Regions from separate parts of the Anas platyrhynchos genome. Here region 2 is linked to region 1. The links are chromatin contacts, called in public Hi-C maps. All regions are on one chromosome and are shown on one strand. Each heading gives the region's core, a stretch centred on a gene start, on an enhancer-like site or on the middle of the called end of the contact. The rest is flanking DNA. Distances are from core to core; before and after follow the strand shown.

Region 1 (5,899 bases), core at 1,594-4,093:
TTGCTTTAAAAGATAAGCATAGCACCCTAAAAGTTAAGGTGATAAAGAAGTTTAGGATGAGGAAAGCAACACAGAAAGCAAAGAATGAAAATCATCTGTACTGGTAGCTACCTAAGTGTTAGAATCAACACATTTGGACACATTTTGAGTAGCTCGGTATCCTTTCCACTGCTGGAATTGGCCTTCTTCTTCCCCTTCTAATCCTGAAAGGGAAGCAGCTTCCTTCAAGAAGCACTTACCAGCACAAATCATTAAAATTTCATCCACAAATGAAATCCATGGTCTAGTGCTAGATCAATAAAGAATGAGTTCTGCCTATTATCTAACCAGTCACTGTCATTATAACACTGCCAGGAGGACACTACAGGTCAGGCAACCGAGATCTGATAGAGCAGGGGCAGAATGACCAAAGAAGGAGCTGTGAAATTCTTCCCCAGCTAACTTGTTACCCTGATCTCGCTCTCTATTCTGGACCTTTATATGCAGAGAGAGAGAGAACATTTCACAACAAACCATGGCACAACCAGCACAAAAGAAATCTGCCCAGAAATCATCACTACTATGTAGGTATATACTCCACTTCTTATCAGGATCTGAAAGCAGCTACAAATCCAATTTTGGAGGATAATAATGTATGATGCTCTATAAATCCTTTAAATGAAAGCTTTCTAAATATAGAAGGTGCCTGGCTCTCTCCAACTTCGGGAAACTGCTTGTTAGCAGGTTTCTTGATCAAAGTTCTGCTAACTCCTTGAGCCTACAGCACTTTGGTGGTGCATTACATTTAACAGCCTGAAAAAGTATCAATGCAACAGCAGCAAGGTGTGAAATAAATGCTGATAGCCAGGATTCAGGCTGCTCTAATTAAACATGAAGTCACAAGTGACACCATTTTATGAAACTACGGCCACCGTAAGCACACCCGAAAACCAAATTCTGTCTGTAAAGCATTTGAAGATGGATTAAATCAAAACCATTCTACTTCAGACTCCACCTAGAAGTATACCTATCACAAGGGCTGTCCAGCTTGAACCCTGATGCTACGTTTTCAAAATGAAAGCTTTATCTTTTTCAGCTCTGCCCCAGCTTACCGAGTTGATGTCTATTCCCATTGATGGTTGGGTCTGGCTACCCGGAGGTGACTGCGGGATGGTAGAAGGTACCGTGACGGAGAGTGGGGGGAGTTGTGTTCCTCGCTGTAAACCAGAGGTCTGCATTAAAGGAGTATTCTGAGGCAGGGTACTTGCCACCTGGGTCTGCTGCTGTTGCTGGGAAGTTGTCTGGGTAAAAAACGGATATGGGGGAAGCTGCTGTTCCAGAGACAACGCATCCATTGCCACGGCCTTAAAAAGAAAAATTAAAATCATCCACACTGGCAGGTGACTCCCCAAGCATGTCAAGTTTCACATCAAGTGATCCACACTAAGTCAATCTTGCATTTTTAAATGTTAACTAAAGGTTTAAAGACACTCAAGAATACGTTTCAAGGGACTTAATATCACCTTCAGGGTACAATAAACAAAAACCCAATTGAATGTCCAGATGAGGAATTGATAACCTACTCAGTTGTGGAATTGTACTTATGAAATCAATTTTAAAAACTAACTGTGCTTCTTATATGGATTAGAGAAATGTCTTCCAAATTTCATGGACAATGTCTTCAAAAGAAAAGTGTCTTGATGTTTACCAAGGATTTAGAAAAGTCAAAGTAAAATCTGTGTCCTCTACAAACCTCTCACTTTTTAAGGTACAGATTAACAAACACATTTAAAGATTACAGAACAAGAAAGACGAAGTTACAGTCATTTCCCTCCCCTAGGTAGGGTAAAACAATTCATCTGTGACCAAAAATTGTAATTCTCCAAGCGAGGTCCTACCTGAGTAATTGGTGACAAAGGGGAAAGCGTAGGAGACATTTGCTGTGACTGTGGTCGCCTCGAGTCTGCGCTCAATGAGAGAGGGCTGACGGTGGGCTGACGGTGCTGCTGGGAAGGGGCTGGCGTCGTCGTCATTCCTGCCAGTGAGGAACAAACGAGCTCAAATGGGAACGGAGCAACAGTTCATTGATACTGGTACAGAGGTAATTGCCTGATCTGTCAAAAATGTACAGCATAATTTGACGACGCAAAGTGGTGAATGTGCCTAGGCCAATCAGGCTGAAATTCATTAGCTAATTTGCAACTTTGTCAGGTTAAACAGCATCAGGAAGAAAGGAAGATCCCTGTGGTTGTTTATCCTGGACCTAAACCCGTCACAGTTGTGCAGGACGGTGCACAGATACTGACTGGGAATTGAAATAAGCAGACCAGCTCCAGCAGCACTGTGCTTCCCCAGTGGTTTATGGAAACAATAGGCACCGTTCTCGCACACCCCTGGGCTGCACACACAAAGAGTCCAAGAGCAGCATGTTCTCCTCTATTTGTAAGAGCTGAAACCTCAGGAAGAAGATAACAGATCATGTAACAAGACTAATCAGAAGGCACTTGTGTTATTATAAAAAGCAAACATCTATTTAATGGAAAATGCAGAAGAAAAACTGGTTACACAGGACGTACTCCATTTTAATGGCATAGCAGAGCACAGGAAGGCAGGAAATATCCCTCGCACTCTAAAGAGCCCTGACCTAGCAGAGGCTAGGGACAGACTACAAAGTAATTTAGCTTTACTCACATTCAAGACAAAACCTGCAAGCTTTGAAACCTCTCCTGTTTTCTGCCTCACCCTAGAGGAACTGAGACACCCTGGAAAGCAATTTCAGGACAATCTCTCTAGTGAGCTGTTCTTCCAGAGCTGCCAGAAAGGAGGAATTCACAAGAGCCTGAGAGCTCCTCAGCACTTGGCACCTGCTCAAGGCTTCCAGGCAGGCTGCCAGGGAGCCAGGAAGTCCGGGCTGCCAAGGAGCCAGCAGGCAAACTGGCTCTAACTGAGCAGATTCTGAAGACTGCCTGGCTTCCCGCACGATGTTTTCAAAAATCAACACTGTCTCATGGAACATGTCAGCGAACTGACAACCTCAAATGCACAAATGTGTAGCCTAAGTTGTTGGCAGTTCTTCATAACCTGACAGGTGTTTTTCCCCACCTTTACTTGGGGCTGCTACAGGCATGTCTGCACAATGCACAGAGCTCCTACAAAAGGCTCAGAAGTGTTTACATTTTCCGTTCAAGATCTAGGAGATAAAGAAAGGAAAGGAAGGTTTGAGAATATCAGTTAAAAAAAGCCAAAACACTGACTACGCCATTGCTTAAACTATGGGAGAGTCTCCAACAAGCAGCAGCAAAATCATCAATGAATGCACCTCTCTCATTTGTAGTATCTTTCATGGATCAGAAAATGTTTTCAAAGCAATTACATACCTACTGGTTTGGTTTTATACCATTTACTCTGCTAATTACGGGTAGTGCAAAAAATTTAGCAACCCAGCCTGGCCTAACTCCATGGAAGTAGTTTGTTTCTTTTTATATACACACCACCTATCTTAACAAAGCCTTGCTACGTTCTACTTGAATGAGAGCCCATCCCTGAAACTTTGTGTAGTCTGTTTTGAGACCAGAAAGCTTTCTGAAGGGTGCCAAAAGCTGCTGATTTCCTCTCTACTTAGAGGGGTAAACTGTATTCTTGCTTCCTTCTTAAATGTAACTGCTCAGCCATAACACTACATTAACCTGATTAGAATTATTTCCTTTTTACCAATATATGAGAGGATTTTTAAGTGGGTAAATGAATCCTGCCTAACACAGGAAATACATTTCTATTTTTGGATAGAGCACTTTTCTTCTGTTCTAGGAATCAACCGGCTGCAATTGTCACTGACAATAAAACGCAACCCTGTGCTCACAAGTAGGACCTAGAGAAACTATTAAAAAAAAATAACAATCATTAGTTTAGGCCATTTGCTTAAGTTGAAATTATCAGTTGATCAGTATGAACATTATAAACTGCCAGCGTGGCTTTTTTTTTTTTTTTTAGTAAAACTACCAGTATTGCCAAAGTGCAAAAGCCCCAACAAAGCTCAGACTCATGCTGAACAGCTCAAACAGCAGCAGCATTTTGCAAGTACTTGCAACAAAAACTACGCTCAAAAGGCAACGATTTCAACACAAAGGCACCATAGTGAGAGTGAAGTGTGCACTTGGTATTGCTTCCCAAAGCCCTTCTATATCATGAATCCTGACTACTCCGGATATTTTCAAAAATCAGGCAACCAAGCTTACTAAAACTAGCAAACCTTGTAAATTCTCCATGTTATTTTGACTGCTCAAAAGACAAAATCTGCTTCAGGTGAAGCAAGCAATGCTATTTCTCCAAAAGAATCCTTATTTGGAAAAAAAATATATTCTAAAGGAATGCAAACAAAGGCCTACTTAGGGTATTTCCACAATTCAAATGCTGTTGGGATTAAGTACAATGAATTACAAGGGAGGCACATTTTGGATGCTATAGTCTGTCCTATAAAGTTATATACAAACAACAAAAAAACAGACTTGGGCATGAAGAACTTGAAAAAAATGTAAGGATATTTGTAAGTCAAAACTAAATACAGCTCTATCACTTTGTCATACAGAAATGGCTTTAAGAAAACCTTGTTTACAAAGGAAAGTCAGTGAACAGAAGTAGAATTACCCCTCAGACAAAACAGTATTATTCAGCAACGCGACTTCCATGCTGTAAGACAAGTGACATATTATGGACAATCTGTTAAAACGGTGCAGAATTGTGATCTTACCCTGACTGGCAGTGCTGATGCCCAAGTGAGTCAGATTGGCAGCAAGATTTCCGGTACTATTGGAGCTACTCAGGGCTGGGAATGTGGATTCCTCAGGATCTAACGGTGTTGGGAGAGGGGAAGGGAAATGGATGTTTGTCAGGTCTGGAAGGGAGCCACCCGTGTTATGCGTAGCAGGAATCAGCGTTGTAGTGTTTTCCTGGTCAGCTGATGGAAAGATGCTAAATAAAGGAGAGAGGAAAAAAGAAAACTGAGTTTAAATTTCAGCCTGGACAGATCTGTACAAAACCATTTTCAAAAAAGGGAGGTGGCCATATACAGAAAGATATATGGTATTTTTGATAAACCAACTTGTAACAGACAAGGGGACACTAACACTAGTTTTGGCTTATCTTGCATCTACTCAAGAAGAAATTCAATGTACAATGTACTTTCTTAAAGATCTCAATGCTCTTTTAAAAGATGCTCAAAACTTACTTGATTCCTGGAACTTCACATGATTTAGGTCTTGATGACCCAGTCTAAAACAGAAGGAAGAAATGTTTATAAGCAAAGATATTTGAAATTACTGCTTACGGTATTTTATTCAGAAAATTTTATTGCATTTCTAGAGCTATTCTTCTACACAAGAGCTCTGTGAAGGTCTTAGAAAAGGCTGGTCATCTTTGTTTCCTTTAATGACTGGCCCAACAAGCCCCAAATTTAAAGAGTTTCTCCTGATATAATCAAATAAAATACATATTAAGTGCCTTTCTGATCTAATGTTTAATGATATGTTGCTAAATATAGCATTTCATCTCTGAGCTCTGGAAGTAGTTTGTTCTGGTTGGCAATATTTGGAGCATTAGTTTACCTAAACATGTTTAGAAAATGAAACCTCTTCACTTTGAAATGTGAGATTCCCACCTTTTTAGTGTCCCATCCTTGTTTCGAAAGGGTTTTGTCTGCCTCAGAGGTGGTTTCCTCCATTCCAGGGACAGTCAGCAATAAAACTAAAAAAAACGATAACAAAAGGATGCTTCTCAGAAATACATTTTCAGATTAGGAGTTTAACTATTTTCAAAACTCTTGTTATTAATCAGCATGGGGTGGTACTCTACTGTTTTGAGATCATCAAAATTAAAAAAGCAAACACCAAAACACACTAAGATAATATTGTATGAACATGGAGAA
Region 2 (5,899 bases), core at 2,434-4,933, 58 kb after region 1:
ACACGGGGAGCAGAACAGCCCCGCTGTCGTGACCCGCAGCACGCTGCTCCTCCTGCCCCTGCAGATTATTGCCCCTGAGCAGCCAGGGATGTCAAGCAAAGGCAACGTGAAGTGATGAAACAGCAGGCAGGGGAAAGAAACGCAGGCCAGCCCTTTGAGGCAAGCTGTAGAAATCATGTTTTGCAGCAGATGCAAGCAGCTGCCCCAGCACTTGGCACTGTAACGCCAATTCCTGTTCGGTTCCACCATCAAATCCTCTTACCGCCCCGGCTGCTTGCTGCCTGCTTCCCTCCTTACCTAAATCCTCTGCACTTACCTTCTGCAGGCGTGTGCCCGTCCCAAACAGCAGCACCTTTTCCAGCTTCTCGGGCAGTTTGGCTCTGCACACACCTCGTGTCACCCACCCTAAGTGCATCCCCTGAACAACAAAACCCAAGAAGCCCAGAAATGGAACAGCTTTCCCTGATTTTCTTGACCTACACCGATTTCTGTGCAAGTTCAGCGTTTGTCTTCCATATTAGCCATCATCCCGCGATGCGAGGCTCTTCCTCTCAAAGCTACCAACATCAAGCAATACTCGGGGGCAAGAGAAAAACCTTTCAAGAATCACTGAAGTTCACTTTTGGTCTAAATAAAGCCTCCAGCTCAGAAAGCTTCCAACGTTGAGAGAGAAAGCAGCAGTTATTTTTACAGTGATTCAATTAGAGTGTAAACATTTACACCGCGTCTACCAAATCTAACAACTAAATCTGTTTAAAAATTGCCACGTGGCAGAGAAGAGAACACAAAAACCACACAGAACCCAACTTTGAACATTTTCAAAAGAAAAAGAAAGCGTAAGCGAAGACTGGAGCTATGTAAGGCTGCAGTACCACAAAAGCAAGGCAGGCTCCCAGCCCTTATCATCATCTTCCTTCCCCTGTTGCCATTTTACCCCGTCCTCCTCTACGTTTGCTCTCCCTCTCGCCGCTTTCTTCAGCAGCAGCAAGGTTAGGGGAGTTCAGGTCGACTTTCTCTTGATGTGAACCGAGACGCATGTACTTTCAGATAAGCAAGACCTGCGGGTCTCCCTCCTCCATTCATCCTGGTTTTGACAGGTGGGATTGCTTTCAGCAAACACGCCAGCGTGTAACGCTATTAGCGAGGGTTTTGAGCAGTGTTTATACAACCTGGTTGCCTTCCTTCCCTCCAGGGATTATCCCAAGTTCGAGAGACACGCAGCCCTCCTCAGCAGCTTGTCTGGGCACCTCGATTAATTCCTGCTCAAGGGCCTGTGCGACAGATCCTCTGCAGCAGCTGAAGAGGTATTTTTCCTAGATCTTTGTGGGACTTTGCTTTGTGAGACCCTGCTCTACAAGCACTGCTACAGAGCTCACACATCTCGCTGCCTGCAGCACAGGGAGCTTCTCTTACCGAGGGCACCGATGGGTTGCACCATTTCTGCTGTCCTTACCTGCTCGCCAAGCTCAAAGCACATCTTCGGGAGCAGCGCTGAGCACAGCATTACACACAGGGTAATTACGTAGCCTGAAACACTCCCTCCACGCGATACCGAGGGCTGCGAGCAAAACATGCAACCCATTTGTAGTGCAGGAAACTCTATCCATAAGGAAAAAAGAATAAAAGGGCAAATTTATTTCACTATAGAAGATTCAGGCAGTTTGCTTTTCAACTTGCAAGCAGAGAACCTCGTGTCCACGCCGTCTCGCATGGCATGTTCCTTATCACAAGAGCACGGGATCCCCAGCAGACAAGCTCGTTCTCCTGCTCCGGAGGAGCCAGCGTGCTGGCGGGCAGCTGGCAGCAGCCACGCGGTCGCAATTCCAAAGATGGAAATTCTGCTGCCTGCGTACCGCTGAGATGGCATGCGCGTGGAGCGGCGAGGGAGGCCTTCGTCCTTTGCCCTAGAGAGCAAACGCTCAGGAAGTGCAGAAAAGTCAGAAGCAGCTAAGAAGGAATCGCGAGTTGATGGGGCATGCCCTTGAAATCCTCCTCTTGCTCTACACGGGCTACGCAGCGTATCCAACGTTCCCCATCAGGTTTCTCCCCGCAGGCTCCCTGGTGGGTTTACTCCCTGATAAATCCACCCTTTAAAACGGGAGGCGTAACGACCAGCGAGAAGCAGGATCCAGATCTCACCAGGCTTTAATTTAAAATTATCAAAGAAAACAAACACGCAGCGATGGAGAACGCCGCGGAGCTCCAGCTCGGGGAGCGGAACTGCCGCAGCTCCAGCCCGGGTGATTTATCACAGCCCTGAAACAAATTACTTCCGTTTCTCACTGCTACGCGCCCCACACCGAGACGCTTCCCAGCCCTACCAACACCTGTGTGCGAGACGCGCCGCTGCTCCTGTTCGGAGAGAGAAGGAAAAAAAAAAAAAAAAGAGGTGCAGGGAGAGAAAATGAAACGCCCAAGGCAGCTCAGCATCTAGTTCACACAGGCAGTCATTAGAAAAAATAAAATATACGCAGAAGGTGAGAATTCAGACAGGCTTCTCCAGTGCGGAACAATGAGCCTAAGAGCCTTGCTCCCTGAGCACGGCGTGATGTTGTTTCAAGAGTGGATTTGGGGAGAGCCAAGCTGAGGATAAGCGCTGCCTTGAAGCTTTGAGGCTGACGGCAGCTCTCTGAAGGCTGCCCAGAGCCCTGGCTTCTGGGTGAGGATGGAAACCAACGCGTTGGGTGCAGAAATCCCCCAGGTGTGAGGAGCACCTGGACCGGCCAGCACGGCCTGCTGGCCCCGGACACCAACCTGAGGGCTCACGGATGTGGTGGGCACCGAGCCCAGCACCTCGAGCCCTATTTCACCCATGCCACGGTACCTGAGTGCCCAGTGCCCTACTGGTGACGGCTGTGACAGATACCAGTGGCTCTGCGGGACGGTCTGGTAGTGTTAAAAACCTGGTGTTTTACAGAACGGGCCTGAAATCCCAAAAAAACTCAATGCATGCCAGCAGGACCTATGTGTAATAACCAAATCCCCAAATTTACAGGAATACAAAGCCTCCCGCCAACTCCAGCCTGGTGAACTCCAGCAGCGAAAGCATCGCTGTTATTATTAATATTGTTATTATTGTCATTGTTATGATTATTATTGTTATTGTTATGATTATTATTATCATTGTTATGATTATCGTTGCCATTATTATCGTTATTACCCTCATGACCATCATTCACAGCCCCGCTCCGCTCCCTGAGGCGGGCGATGCGGGAGGCCGGGCTGGGCGCTCCGCCTCACCGCGACCCCCCTGGGGCCGAAAGCGACGGGAAAAGAAATGAATTAACAACAAAATAAATAAATAAAAGAAAAAGGAGGGAGCCCTGCGGTGAAGCAACCCCCGCCCCGGCCAGCCTCCAAGCGGCCTCCTCAAGCCCAACAGCGCCGGGCCGGGTCCCCACCCCCCCCACCCCCCCCACCACAGCCCCGCCGGTCCCCGGGGCCTCGCCGCTTCCCACCCCCCGAGCCCGGTTCTCGCTCTGAGGCCGCGGCCGGAGCCCCTCTCACCTGCTCGGCCGCTCCGCGGCGAACTCGGCCCCGCCGGACTCCGCCATCTTCGCTGCGCCGCCGCCGGGCCCCGAGCTGGGAGGCGGCGGCGGAGTCGCCGCGTTAAAGGCGCAGCGGCGAGAAGGGGGCCCCGGGCGCTGCTCCGCGCCCAGCCCGGGCCTGGCGCCGCCCCGCAGCCGCCGCCACAGCTAGCGGGGGGCCGGGCACAGCCCCCGAGGGCGAGGGGGGATGTGGGGGATCCGCCACAGGGGTCCCGTCATGAGCCCCGGGGGTTGTTGTGATCCCAAGGATGAGGGGTCTGGGGAGCTCTGTCACGACAGTGGGGGACCCAGGGGGCTGTCATGATCCCATAAACATGGGGGTTCTGTCACGAACCTGGGGGTTGTCACGGCCCCACAGACACGGGGGTCCTGTCATGAGCCTGGGGACTGTCACCAAACCACAGCTGAGGGGGTCTGGGGAGCCCTGTCACGACACTGGGGGGCCCAGGGGGCCGTCACGGCCCCACAGACACAAGGGTCCTGTCACGAACCTGGAGGTTGTCACGGCCCCACAGACACAGGGGTCCTGTCATGAGCCCCAGGATTGTCATAATCCCAAAGATGAGGGGGTCTGGGGAACCCTGTCGCGACACTGGGGGGTCCAGAGGGCTGTCACGGCCCCACAGATATGGGGGTCCTGTCATGAGCCTGGGGGTTGTTGCTGCCCCATAGATGAAGGGGTCTGGAGGTTGTCACAGCCCCACAGATGATGGGTCTGGGGGCTGTCACGGCCCCACAGACACAGGGGTCCTGTCATGGGCCCAGGGACTGTCACCACCCCACAGCTGAAGGGGCCCCGGGGGAGCCCAGTCACAGCTCTGGGGGCTGTCACAGCCCCGTAGATGAAAGGGTCCGGGGGGAGCTGCCACGGCCCCACAGATGAGGGGATACAGGGGGAGGCTGGGGGTCTCCTGCTGACAGCAGCCCCACCAGCAGCAGCCAAGGGACCTTCAGGGTGGCCTGCGCCCAAGCCCTGAACCTTTTCCCTCTGAATTCCTCCTGCAATCCCTTAAACACCTGGAGAAAGCGCGGTGTGTAGACGGGTTCAGGCAGCCCACATCCTCGGGACACCACAGCACCGGCAGCGCCTTGGTGACCCGAGCAATTACCCAACCCAAGTGATTATTCAACCCCAGCCCTCCAAGATTTTATCATTAAAAAAAAGAAAAACACTTTGTGCAAGAGCAACAGTACCCTCCAGAGGGTGCAGTTTTGTTGTCAGAGCTCGTCCGGGTGTCCGCGATGCCTTTTCCACGAGGCACCCGGCCACATGCTCGGCATCCTGGCTCAGCCATCGCCGTAGCCGGGGCCAAGCGTCGCGGGGCCGTGTAATTTTTCAAGCCGTCGCGCATCTGGAGGCAGTGGACGGGCTCGAGGGCATTCCAGTCATCAGTGGAAATCGGGAAATTATTCATAGCGGTGGCCCTGCCAACGACCGTGGGTAAATTTCTTTGATTTCCCATGCCTGCGTCCACATCTGTATAAGGGAAAGGGGGAATTCGCACATGAGAATAAACACACTTAGAAAGCCATGAAAATACCCTTTCAAGTCAGCCTGATGAAAACTTCATGTTCTGGAGCCCTCTGCTTCAAGGAGAGGAATCTATTTCAGAGGCGAAGCTGTGTATTTTTCTTATTTAAACCTTCTAAATCTGCTGGAGCATTAAAACTATTTGGCATTTCCACAGCACATTTCATTCCCAGCTCCAAATGCATTTTACAGACATTCATTAATTAAGCCTCGTAAAACCTTGGGGAGAAAGGGAAGCAGGACTTATTAATTTGTTATTTGTATTGCTGCGGCGCGGGGAGACCCCAGCCAAGACCTCGGGGCCCTGTTATTTTAGACCCGACCCACACAGGACAGGAGATGTCAGCACACCAAAGAGACACCGCGGGGAGAGCAGCAGGAGGAGCGGGAGAGCCGGCAGAGGCAGAGGACGATGCTGGAAACCGTCGGGAGATCCCACAGCACCGCATCCTCCGCGTCTCACCCCGCTGCCCTTTCCTCCTTCTGCTCCTGCTGCTGCACGGCGAGGCCGTGGAGTCCAGCGCCCACCACTCCACATCGCTCTGTGCTCTTTGAAAAGCAGCTCGGCTGGGGCTTCGGGGATTTCTTCTCCTGCCTCTCCTTACCAAGCCCTGGCGCTTATCCTGCTCCCTCCACCACCAGCTCTGCTCCATTCGATACTCCCCACTTTCTCCCGGGGCCACTTTCCGTAGCCTTAGCCCCGCAGCACACCCCCTTCTTTACAAGCTTTACGCTCTACGCTTTCACTCTTTATTTTTGAGGTTCGTCTCTATATTTTCAAGCGCTTACATTTCAGTCCAAGACGTGCGCAGCCATAAAG

What was found. A called contact is a pair of places that touch in the nucleus more often than the background predicts.
Region 2: a Hi-C map of subcutaneous adipose tissue shows a contact between it and region 1, with 1.7 times the contacts expected there. The contact joins the promoter of KLHL26 here to the enhancer-like site in region 1. A contact is called at or near these places in 2 of 8 Hi-C or Micro-C datasets (liver and subcutaneous adipose tissue).

The regions. Positions count from the first base shown.
Region 1 is chr29:1,679,993-1,685,891 of IASCAAS_PekinDuck_T2T, forward strand. CRTC1 (CREB regulated transcription coactivator 1) reads right to left here. Exons shown (of 14, transcript XM_072029333.1): 7 at 5,633-5,718; 8 at 5,204-5,247; 9 at 4,727-4,947; 10 at 1,878-2,014; 11 at 1,092-1,343. Among named protein-coding and RNA genes, the nearest start is that of CRTC1, 30 kb to the right of the region's middle. Within about 2 kb of position 2,844, at least 1 of the 8 cell types and tissues checked has an H3K27ac peak or open chromatin away from gene starts, as enhancers often do. A contact at or near this core is called in subcutaneous adipose tissue, where this site is marked.
Region 2 is chr29:1,736,999-1,742,897 of IASCAAS_PekinDuck_T2T, forward strand. KLHL26 (kelch like family member 26) reads right to left here and starts at 3,684. Exons shown (of 2, transcript XM_027472403.3): 1 at 3,508-3,684. The coding sequence starts at 3,554.